2 separate regions of the Hordeum vulgare genome follow, and region 1 is linked to region 2. A link is a contact called in public Hi-C data. All regions are on one chromosome and are shown on one strand. Each heading gives the region's core, a stretch centred on a gene start, on an enhancer-like site or on the middle of the called end of the contact. The rest is flanking DNA. Distances are from core to core; before and after follow the strand shown.

Region 1 (4,556 bases), core at 1,431-3,930, 200 kb before region 2:
GTAATGGGCAGTACGCCAAGACAAGTAGATCGTTTATTCGTCAACATCTACTTACTAATCATCCACCTTAAGATATCTATCCAGAACATCTCTCCGGTATTAAGTTGCGAGCCCCACCCAAAGTGTAAACTCAAAGCAACAAACAACTGCATTAACGAACTATGTGCAAGGTAAACAATCCTTGCAACCGTGGTCATAAGCACCGTTGTTTTCTCCCTGGTGGAAACAAGCACATCCCCTAGTCTCATGTTTCTGTCACTCAAGATCGACATCGAGGGGCCCGAACCCACAATCATGCATAACGCTCCCTCTTGGAGTTACGATCTACTACTTGGCCAAAGCAATAAAAAGCAACGGAGAACATGCAAGAATCACTAAGGAACATAATATAAAAGGATAATCAAATATATAACTCATAACAGTCTGAACATAATCTCATAATCCATCGGATCCCAACAAACCGAGCATAGCAAAAGCAAGAGAATTACGATAAATGCCTTGATCATGTAGGGCAGCTCAGAAGGACTAACCATTGAAGCACAAGATTGGAGAGAAGACATCACATAACTACTGGTCATGGACTCATAGTCTAAGGAGGACTACTCACGGCATGTTCGGGAAGCGTCCATGGCGGTGGAGAAGCTCCCGGAGGTCAATCCTCCCTCCGGCAGGGTGTCCGGAAGAGGTCTCCTGACGCTCCCGATCTTGGAAGCATTCCGACGGCGGAACGATGGAGAAATTCACGATCCTAGAAAGTCTGCGAGGATTTCCTCACGGATCTCTAAATATATGCCAAAGGAGGGCACCGGAGGAGGTGGGACCCACCCAGACGACCTCCTGGCACGGCCTAGGGCCTGGCCGCGCCAGCAGGCCGCCTGGGAGGCCCCTGGCCCCCCTCCGGCCCTCCTTCGGTGATCCCGAAGCTTCTGTTTTGCTAATTTTTTATATGTTTTTTCTGGATTTTTCCGGGCTTCGAAAAATTGGGTAAAAGACCTTGCAAAATGGACATCAACAGACAGAAACTGGCACTGGGTGCACTGAGTTAGTAGGTTAGTCCAAATATGTGTAAAATAATATAAAAGTGTAGCAAAACACATAACATTGTCACCCAAAAGATCATGGAACAAGCAGAAATTATAGATACGTTTGGGACGTATCAGTGACCGAGTTACTCCAGGCATACCGAGTGACGGTTGCTGAACCGAGTGAGGTCGAGGCTGCACCGGTGACCTTAAGGACATTGGTGTCCGTAAGGGGTCCTAGGTAGGCCTAGGGAAGCAGGTCCGTAGGCCTACCCCTAATATACAACCCTATCATGATGTAGTCGAATGCTTTGGCTAAGTCGAGCTTGAACACCAAGAAGAACGCGACACACTTTTGACAGCACTGCACCAGCTCCACCGCGTAGACGAAGTTCTCGGAGATGCTTCGCCCAGACAAGAAGCCGGACCGGTCCTCGTTGATGGGACCCACAATTTGCTGCTGAAGCCGAGTGGTAAGAGCATCTCCAGCTGTTAGGCGCCCTCAGGGGCCGAAATAGCGCCGTTTGGGACCCAACCGGCGCAAGAAACGACCTGGGCGGGTTCGGGGTTCCAGCCACGCCTCCATCCCAGCCGGCCACTTGGGAGAGAGACAGAGAGAGAAAAGATTCCTTTTTTGCATGCACATGGTGGGTCTAGCAAAAAAGGGAGGAGAAAGAGAGGAGAGAGGTTGACAAATAGGTTTTGTGCATGCAAAAATAGCGTCGGTCGCCTCAAGCCCCAGGGAACTGGGTTCAGTCTGGACCGTCAGGACCAGTCACCGTGGGGACGCGACTGGACGATTTTTTAACGCCGATGATTAGAAAAACGCTTGGAAGAGGCGTGCCTGGAGATGCTGTAAGACCCGTAGAGGATCTTCACATCACCGTTCTGTGAAGTAGTATGATTTTAAACATTTAGTGCACGTGTTGGCCAAAATCATGCCCTCGTGTCACTTTCGCTTGACTCACACGTCACGCGATGTACTCCTACCATGGCAGAGAGATCTTCACAGGAACTTCCCTGACCGAGGAAGTCAGGGCGAGGTCATCAAACGCATCACGCAAAAAGCAGATATCTGGCAGAGAAAGAAGCAAGGAAAAAACAGCTCACCACCGGCAGGCAAATCTTTCTATCTGTCCTGGAAAGGTAGACGGGAGGGAGAGACGGCAGAAGGGTGACGTCGCAGAGAGGGACAGCTGAGGCGGTCACCGCAGGGGAGGGGAAGGAAGGGAGAGAGCCTTTTGTCGGCCTCCCCGGCCGTCCGCGTGGAAGGAAGAAAGAAAAGCAGCGGCAGCGAGGGAGGCATATTCGTCCCCCACTTGCCCGGGCGATCGGCGTCCGGGAAAAGCCGCGTTCGCCGCACGCTCCACTGTCCTCTGCGGTCTGCCCCGCTGACGACGAGACCATCGGCTGGACTGCTGAAAGGGTCGGTTCCTTTTCCCTCTGCTCCGGTTCCCACGTCCAGAGGACACGTCCCAGCTCTGCTGTCCGGTTACCAGATCGAGTGGGAACGCCGTAGGATCTGATTAAGCCAAACCAAGCCAATGCGTCCAGCATCACTGGAACGTAATTAACGTCGCCTTAACAATCGTTCCGTTCCACGGGAATTGAGCAACAGCGTTACAACAACCACGGCCAGGCTGAGGCAGGCCGACGCGGTATTTAACGCCCAGCAATACGCACGCGCCCGCTCCGCTTCCTTCCTTCTCTTCGCCCCGGTCGAGGAGGGCCGAGAGGGAGACCGAGACCCATGCTCGCCACCACGACACCCCGACCCAGCCTCCGCCGCTCGTCGCCGGCCGTCGCCGCCGAACCAGCTCCCGGCCCCGATCTCCTCCTCCCGAGCCAGCGCCCGTCGGGGCCGCGCCGGTCGCGCCCCGGCTTCCTCCTCCCCCTGCCCCCGGAGATCCATTCGGGTAATACTTCCATCTCTCTCCCTCCCTCCTGGCTTCCCTAGGCCCGATCGATTTCGCGCCCCCCTAGTCGTCGCCGCGGGTAATTGGTACGAACCCGTCGCGGGATTCCGCGCCGGCCTCTCGCCGTTGCTGGGTTAGCCGTCAATTGCCTGCTGACTGCTCGCGCGGCTGGATTAACCGATACGGTTGGCTCTTCCGCCGTCCACGAGTTCGCTCGGGTGCGGTGGTCGGTTGGTGCTGACGGATTGCGCTCCTGGAGTATGGGAACCATGGAATTGTTCGAAATTCATGCTCCTGTCTGTCTGTCTGTCGGTTCGCGTGTCGGTTTGCTGCTCGTGCGATTCGCGAGAAGGACATCGCCTAGTTTCTCTCATTTTTCCTCGCTCCGTTGGAACTCACTTTGTGCGTGGTTATCGGAAAGCATGATCTGTTCATTCAAAGTCAGGTTCTTATGTTTTTTTTCCTGTTTCTCTACGGTAAATTGCGTGGCAAAACTCTGAACCTTGTGTCAATGGTTTCGTCATCTATGGAAAATGGAACCGGGGGCAGGGCCCTGTTGATCCAAGGAAAAAATTGGGCGGCTACCTGGTCAGGGGGAGGGAATGTTAAACAGGTGCATACACGGTGTTGTGGATCATCCGCAGTGAAAATTGCATTTGTGGGCACCTGTGCCAGTTACTGGATCAGTGGGTTAGTGGTGAATGAGATAGATTCGACCTTCTTCAAATACCCCTTCTCTCTGAAGAGATTTTTAGGTTGTATTCCTTCTCTGTTGTCAATGAACTAGAGTTTTATAGTTGCATTTCCTTCCTATTCTGTAGTCACTACATTTCTGAGTAGGCTATAGCAACCGTAACCATGAATTTGGGCTTTCAGCTTTGTTATTTCTTTCCAGCTATTTCAACCGTAAAATGTTACTCAGTGGAGGGTTCTTAAGGTGGTTGTTTAGCTGTGGAAGTAGCACATTTCCCATTTCTCCAGTTAAAAGGGCTGAAATCTCTTGTGGGCTGCTTTCTCTTTTTAATGTGTCTTTGTTTTGCTTATATATATAGGATTCTAAGTATGCATAGTGTACAATACGTACCTTTTCATCTTAATCTCCCAAACGGGTGTGGATTTTGTCTGTTTGGGGTCGGCTAGGCGGATGCCAATGTCCATTTTTGTGCGCCGGCCCATAGGTGCGCCCAATGCGGACGAACGCATTTCACATTTGCATTCGCGGACAGATGGATTTTGAATTATTTTTTTGAAGAACGGACGGCAGAAGTCCAGTTTTCATTAATTAAAACTAAAAAACATTAAATTAAGCATAAAAGTAAAGACAGCCTGCAGCGGGCGGTAGATCCAGTCGGCGTCCTTCTTGGTCAGGTCGACGTAGACCGTCGCCTCTATCCACGAGAACGCCTGCTGGAAGGCTACGAGCACTGCAGCCTACTACGCCGCATCCGGCTGCGCCGCCTGCTCAACCACGTACTAGTGTGCTGCCTGCTGCTGCTCTGCATGCTGCTCAGCCTCCACCAGGTATTGCTCGGTCTCCTCGTTGGTCGCGCCCACCTACACGGTCGGGCACGACACATACATAGGCACTACTCGTCCGCGACCACCTCTGTGCAGACTC
Region 2 (4,931 bases), core at 1,607-4,106:
CAGATAGATCTCCATGAAGATCATGGAGAACTTTGTATTGAAGATCCAAGAGAGAGAAGAAGCCATCTAGTTACTAGCTATGGACCCGTAGGTCTATGGTGAACTACTCACGCATCATCGGAGAGGTCATGGTGTTGATGAAGAAGCCCTCCGTGTCCGAATCCCCCCTCCGACAGGGCACCAGAACGTGCCCCAGATGGGATCTTGCGGAGACAGAAGCTTGCGGCGGCGGAAAAGTATTTCCGTGGCTCTCCTGATTTTTTCTGGGATTTTAGTGAATATATAGGCGAAAGATCTAGGGAAGAGGAGGCCCAGGGAGCCCACAAGCCTGGGAGGCGCGCCCCTGGCCGTGGCTAGGGGGCTTGTGGGGTCCCTGGTGACCCTCTGCCTTGGTTCTCAAGTCTCCCGATCATCTTCTGTTTTGGAAAAAATCTTTTTGAAAGTTTCATTCCGTTTGGACTCCGTTTAAAATCCTCCTCTGAAAAGGGTCAAAAACACGGAAAAAACAGGAACTGGCACTTGGCACTGAGTTAATAAGTTAGTCCCAAAAAAGGTATAAAAGGCATACAAAACATCCAAAGTTTGACAAGATAATAACATGAAACCATCAAAAATTATAGATACGTTGGAGACGTATCAGCAGTGCGACGGCTGCAGTACCTGGTCGCCAGCGCGGCTAGAGAAGAGGCTGGTCTCGGGTGCTGATCATTGGCGGCGGAGTCGAGCACGAGGCAAGCTCAGCTAGGGACCGCATGCGACGGCGCGGACGGAGGGAGCTACGGGCGGCTGAACATGTCCATAGGCTTGGGGGAGCTGCACATGGATCGGCGGCTGCTGCGGATGGATCGACTGGGTTCTAATGGCTGGCAGAGAAAACAAGGTGGGTGGATTGGGAGGGATCCTAAGGATGGAATGGACAGGGGTGGCAGCGACGCTGAGGAAAACGAGGGATCTTGTCCCTAAACTCTAGGGTTTGCTCAAAATAGACTAGAGTGGTCTCTAAATACCAAGTGACCTAAGTTTGGGGTCTTTTGGACCCCCCGATTTAGATCAGATGGTTAATATAATCAGGTTAGGGAGTCCAATCGACAAATAGCTCATGGCTTAGGGTATTACGGGGTTGATCCGGAGCCAACGCTCACGTCCGCCGGGTTCGGGTTCGAGGGGGGGGGTTCGGGCTAGGTTGCAGTAGGTCGGTGCACTGTGTAGAGGGGCTAGGTGGAAATGAGAGGAAAAATGGGCAATCCGGCATCGGAGTCTTAAAATACCGAAACGTCTACGATTTAGATCGGCTATAGTGCCACTATAGGTTTAACGGTTCGGGTATCAAACGAACTCCGATCGCGATGAAATTTGACAGGCGGCTACCTACACTACATTAAGATCGCACGCTAAGTTTCCACCCAATCCGAAAAAGTTTTACACACAATTTTAAAAATAATATTTTTTTTGATGTCGCGGGCACGTGCGTGTGTGGTTGGACTCGAACCGGTCAACGATGAAAACAGAGAGAACCGACAACTAATAACAGATGCAAGTTTTGAAAATAGACGACAACAGTGTGTCGATGCAATGCGAATGATGCGATGATGAATGTGACAACCAAACGAATCACACGACGAGAACGAAATAAAAGGGCAATCTTGTGGAGCGTCGGTCTCGGACTGTTACATCTTGGAAGTATCGACTACATGCATTGGAAATGAGAAAACTATCCATTTGCTTGGTAAGGGGTGTATAAAGGCGTCAAAGGAGGTTGTAGTGTGGTACTTGAGACAGTGGCCACACATGACCTCTGAATTTGGCACTCCTTCTTTGGTATGTCAAGAACTCACAATGACATCAACGTACTGTAGCGCTCGAATGTCTTTGCCAAGCTTGTTGAAGGTCATACTCCTCCGGTAAACTATGAGGTCAATGGGCACCACTACAACAAGGGATACTACCTAGCAGATGACATCTAGCCGAGATGGTCCACATATGTGAAGACTATCTTAAATCCTGCACCAGGAGGCAAGCACTCCTATTTTGCCAAGCATCAAGAAGCTTGCCGGAAGGGTGTCGAGCGGGCATTCGGTGTGCTTCAATCTCATTTTGCTGTTGTCCGGTACCCCGCTCAGACCTGATCGAAAGATCAAATGTGGAAAGTCATGACTTGTTGTGTCGTCTTGCACAACATGATCATTGAGAGCGAGCAGGAGGAGCCAGTGTTTGACATTGAATCATATTACACGCAAGGTCCTCATGCCCAAGTTAATCACCAGCTACCTACAATATGGACTGCCTTCCTCAACATGCGTCAGGAGATCCGAGACCCACATGTGCATTGAGAAGTGCAACACGATTTGATGAAGCACCTACAAGAGGCTGAAGGGCAACGTCTAGCTTGATTTTTGATTTGTATCGAGTTGTTAAACTATTTTTGATTTATATTAATTTCTGTGATAAATCATATGATAAAATAAATAACTATTATTGTTTAATTTATGCAGAAGAATGTTGAATATATGTTAAATGTAAGCTAATTTTACGTCGAAACTGGGACAAAAACAACGATTGAAGGGTGGACGGCTGGAACGTCGACGAATAGTCAGACGAGGCTATTTCGTGCCCTTCGGGGCCGAACGGTGGAGATCTCTAAATGTATCGGATTCGAACCCGACTCGTCTCCGAGCCCGGAATCCCCGCAAAGTCATACTATGCGTACGTAGGATTCCTTCTAGAGAACTCCGCTAGCCGCCACCGTCCCTGACTGATGGGCACCCAAACCAGAAATTCTCACACACGCACCCGACCTCTCCTCCGACCCTTGGCCGCCCCTTATAAACTCGGAGATATTTCTTTCCACGCTCTCCTCCTCACGAGATCGAAGGCAGCGAAAAGACGAGAGTGCCCCGCCCCTCATCCCCGAGTCTCGGAACCCCTGGTAGGAAGAAGAGGTGAGCTTAGCAGCGATGGCGGTGGCGGAGCTCTGGGAGACGCTGAAGCAGGCGATCTTAGCGTACACGGGGCTGTCCCCGACGGCCTTCTTCACCGCCGTGGCAGTCGCCGCCGCGCTGTACCACGTCGTCTCGGGGATCTTCGCGCCGCCGCCTCCTCCCCGGCAGCGGCCGCGCGAGGAGCCCGAGGCGGAGCCGCTCCCGCCGCCCGTGCAGCTGGGCGAGGTCGATGAGGAGGAGCTCCGCCAGTACGACGGGTCCGACCCCAAGAAACCCCTCCTCATGGCCATCAAGGGCCAGATCTATGACGTCACGCAGAGCAGGTATCTCGCTCGTCTGAAATCCTATAGTTTGCTTTGTAAGTTGTAACCGTTGCTCTTATCCACCGATTTTATGATGTGCTTGACCGATTTGTCCTACGGTAATCCAGTGACTGCTTTACTAGTTTTTGTGTGAATCTGCTGTGATGCTGGTAGTACACCAGGTGATTGCTTTACTGGTATTTGTATGAATTAATTGTGCGGTAGTTTACTGTGAACTTTTAACCAGTAGGGATGAGTCGGTGAGCTACTTTTGGAGTAAGCAAAGCCCCTTTCTGCTGGGTACTTGACACTAACAACTGCACGAATTATATATTAAGATAAGATGTTTCCTGGCCTTTGCATCTTTTATGTATAGTTGAACGGATAGGTTCAATAATGCTATAAGATAGTATATGTGTTTTCATTTTTTTATCCTTTAGTATGCAAGATGTGGTTGCTGGTGGAGCACACATATCTTGTGGGAGGAGGGGAATATTAATATAACAGATCTTGGATCTATCATTCGGAGCTTTATGGGTATCTGTATCACCAGATGCTAAAAGATAGCACCAGGCCCCATGCCTTTGTATGGCCGCTAAAGGATTGAAGTAGTGGTCATGGCGTGGGTGTGCTTGTGATTTACATCGGGCTCGAGCTTCTTGTAATTTACTTTGCTCTCTTCTATAAAAAAATATGGTACACCATTGGTGTACTCTTGGGAAAAAAATAGTGTTCGGTATGGCTGATTCCCCAATCCCCAATAAGGGATGCTATGCCTGGAGCTTATTTTAAGCCATATGATTTTTGAAGCTCGCCTGCAACCAAATTTATGTAGTTCTTAATTCATGTTCCAGTGCTGAACTAGAAAATAGCTAGATGAAAGATGTCACTGTGGGATCCACCTTAGCGAAAACTTGGACTAATGGATGGAGACTCCGTAACTTCCAATGATACTTTTAGGTGCTCCGTCGTGTTGCATGATGCATAGTTATCAGTGAGTTAGGACCCTCGGCTGTCATATATTGTCATCATGCTCTCATTTATATTACGAATGTGTTTAGTCTCTCATATTACAATTTTTCTTCTGTTGGTATTTCTAATTACCAAACTTGACATGGGAGGAGTCCGTTAAGAGAGACCTGAAGGTTTGGAATATCGACAAAGACTTAGCCATGGACAGGGGTGCGTGGAAGTTAGCTATCCACGTTCCAGAGCCACGTTCCAGAGCCATGACTTGGCTTCGAGATCTTATGGGTTTCAACTCTAGCCTACCCCAACTTATTTGGGACTGAAAGGCTTGGTTGTGTGTTGTGTGTGTGTGTGGTATTTCTAATTACCCTATTAACCTTTTGACCTTTACGATGTTTAACGTCTGTAGAATGTTCTATGGACCTGGTGGACCTTATGCCCTATTCGCTGGCAAAGACGCCAGCAGAGCTCTAGCCAAGATGTCTTTCGAGCCCCAGGACCTGAACGGTGATACTTCGGGCCTTGGGCCGTTCGAGCTCGACGCACTACAAGACTGGGAGTACAAGTTCATGAGCAAGTATGTGAAGGTCGGTACCGTCAAGAAGGCATTTCTTGGAGAAGAGGGCACCATAAGCACATCCCCAGAAACAGCCACTGCCGAGGCAGAGACCGAGAAGGCACCCGCCGCTGAGCACAAGCCGAGGGAGGTGAGCTCGGAGGA

What was found. A called contact is a pair of places that touch in the nucleus more often than the background predicts.
Region 1: a Hi-C map of leaf shows a contact between it and region 2, with 4 times the contacts expected there. The contact joins the promoter of LOC123433348 here to the promoter of LOC123433331 in region 2. A contact is called at or near these places in 5 of 6 Hi-C or Micro-C datasets (leaf, seedling and an unstated tissue) and 1 of 1 datasets of contacts at active chromatin or transcription factors (embryo).

What each region holds. Positions count from the first base shown.
Region 1 is chr1H:315,328,850-315,333,405 of MorexV3_pseudomolecules_assembly, reverse strand. It overlaps LOC123433348 (F-box/LRR-repeat protein At3g48880), which reads left to right and starts at 2,680. Exons shown (of 3, transcript XM_045115449.1): 1 at 2,680-2,938.
Region 2 is chr1H:315,131,625-315,136,555 of MorexV3_pseudomolecules_assembly, reverse strand. It overlaps LOC123433331 (membrane steroid-binding protein 1-like), which reads left to right and starts at 2,856. Exons shown (of 2, transcript XM_045115447.1): 1 at 2,856-3,262; 2 at 4,620-4,931. The coding sequence starts at 2,955.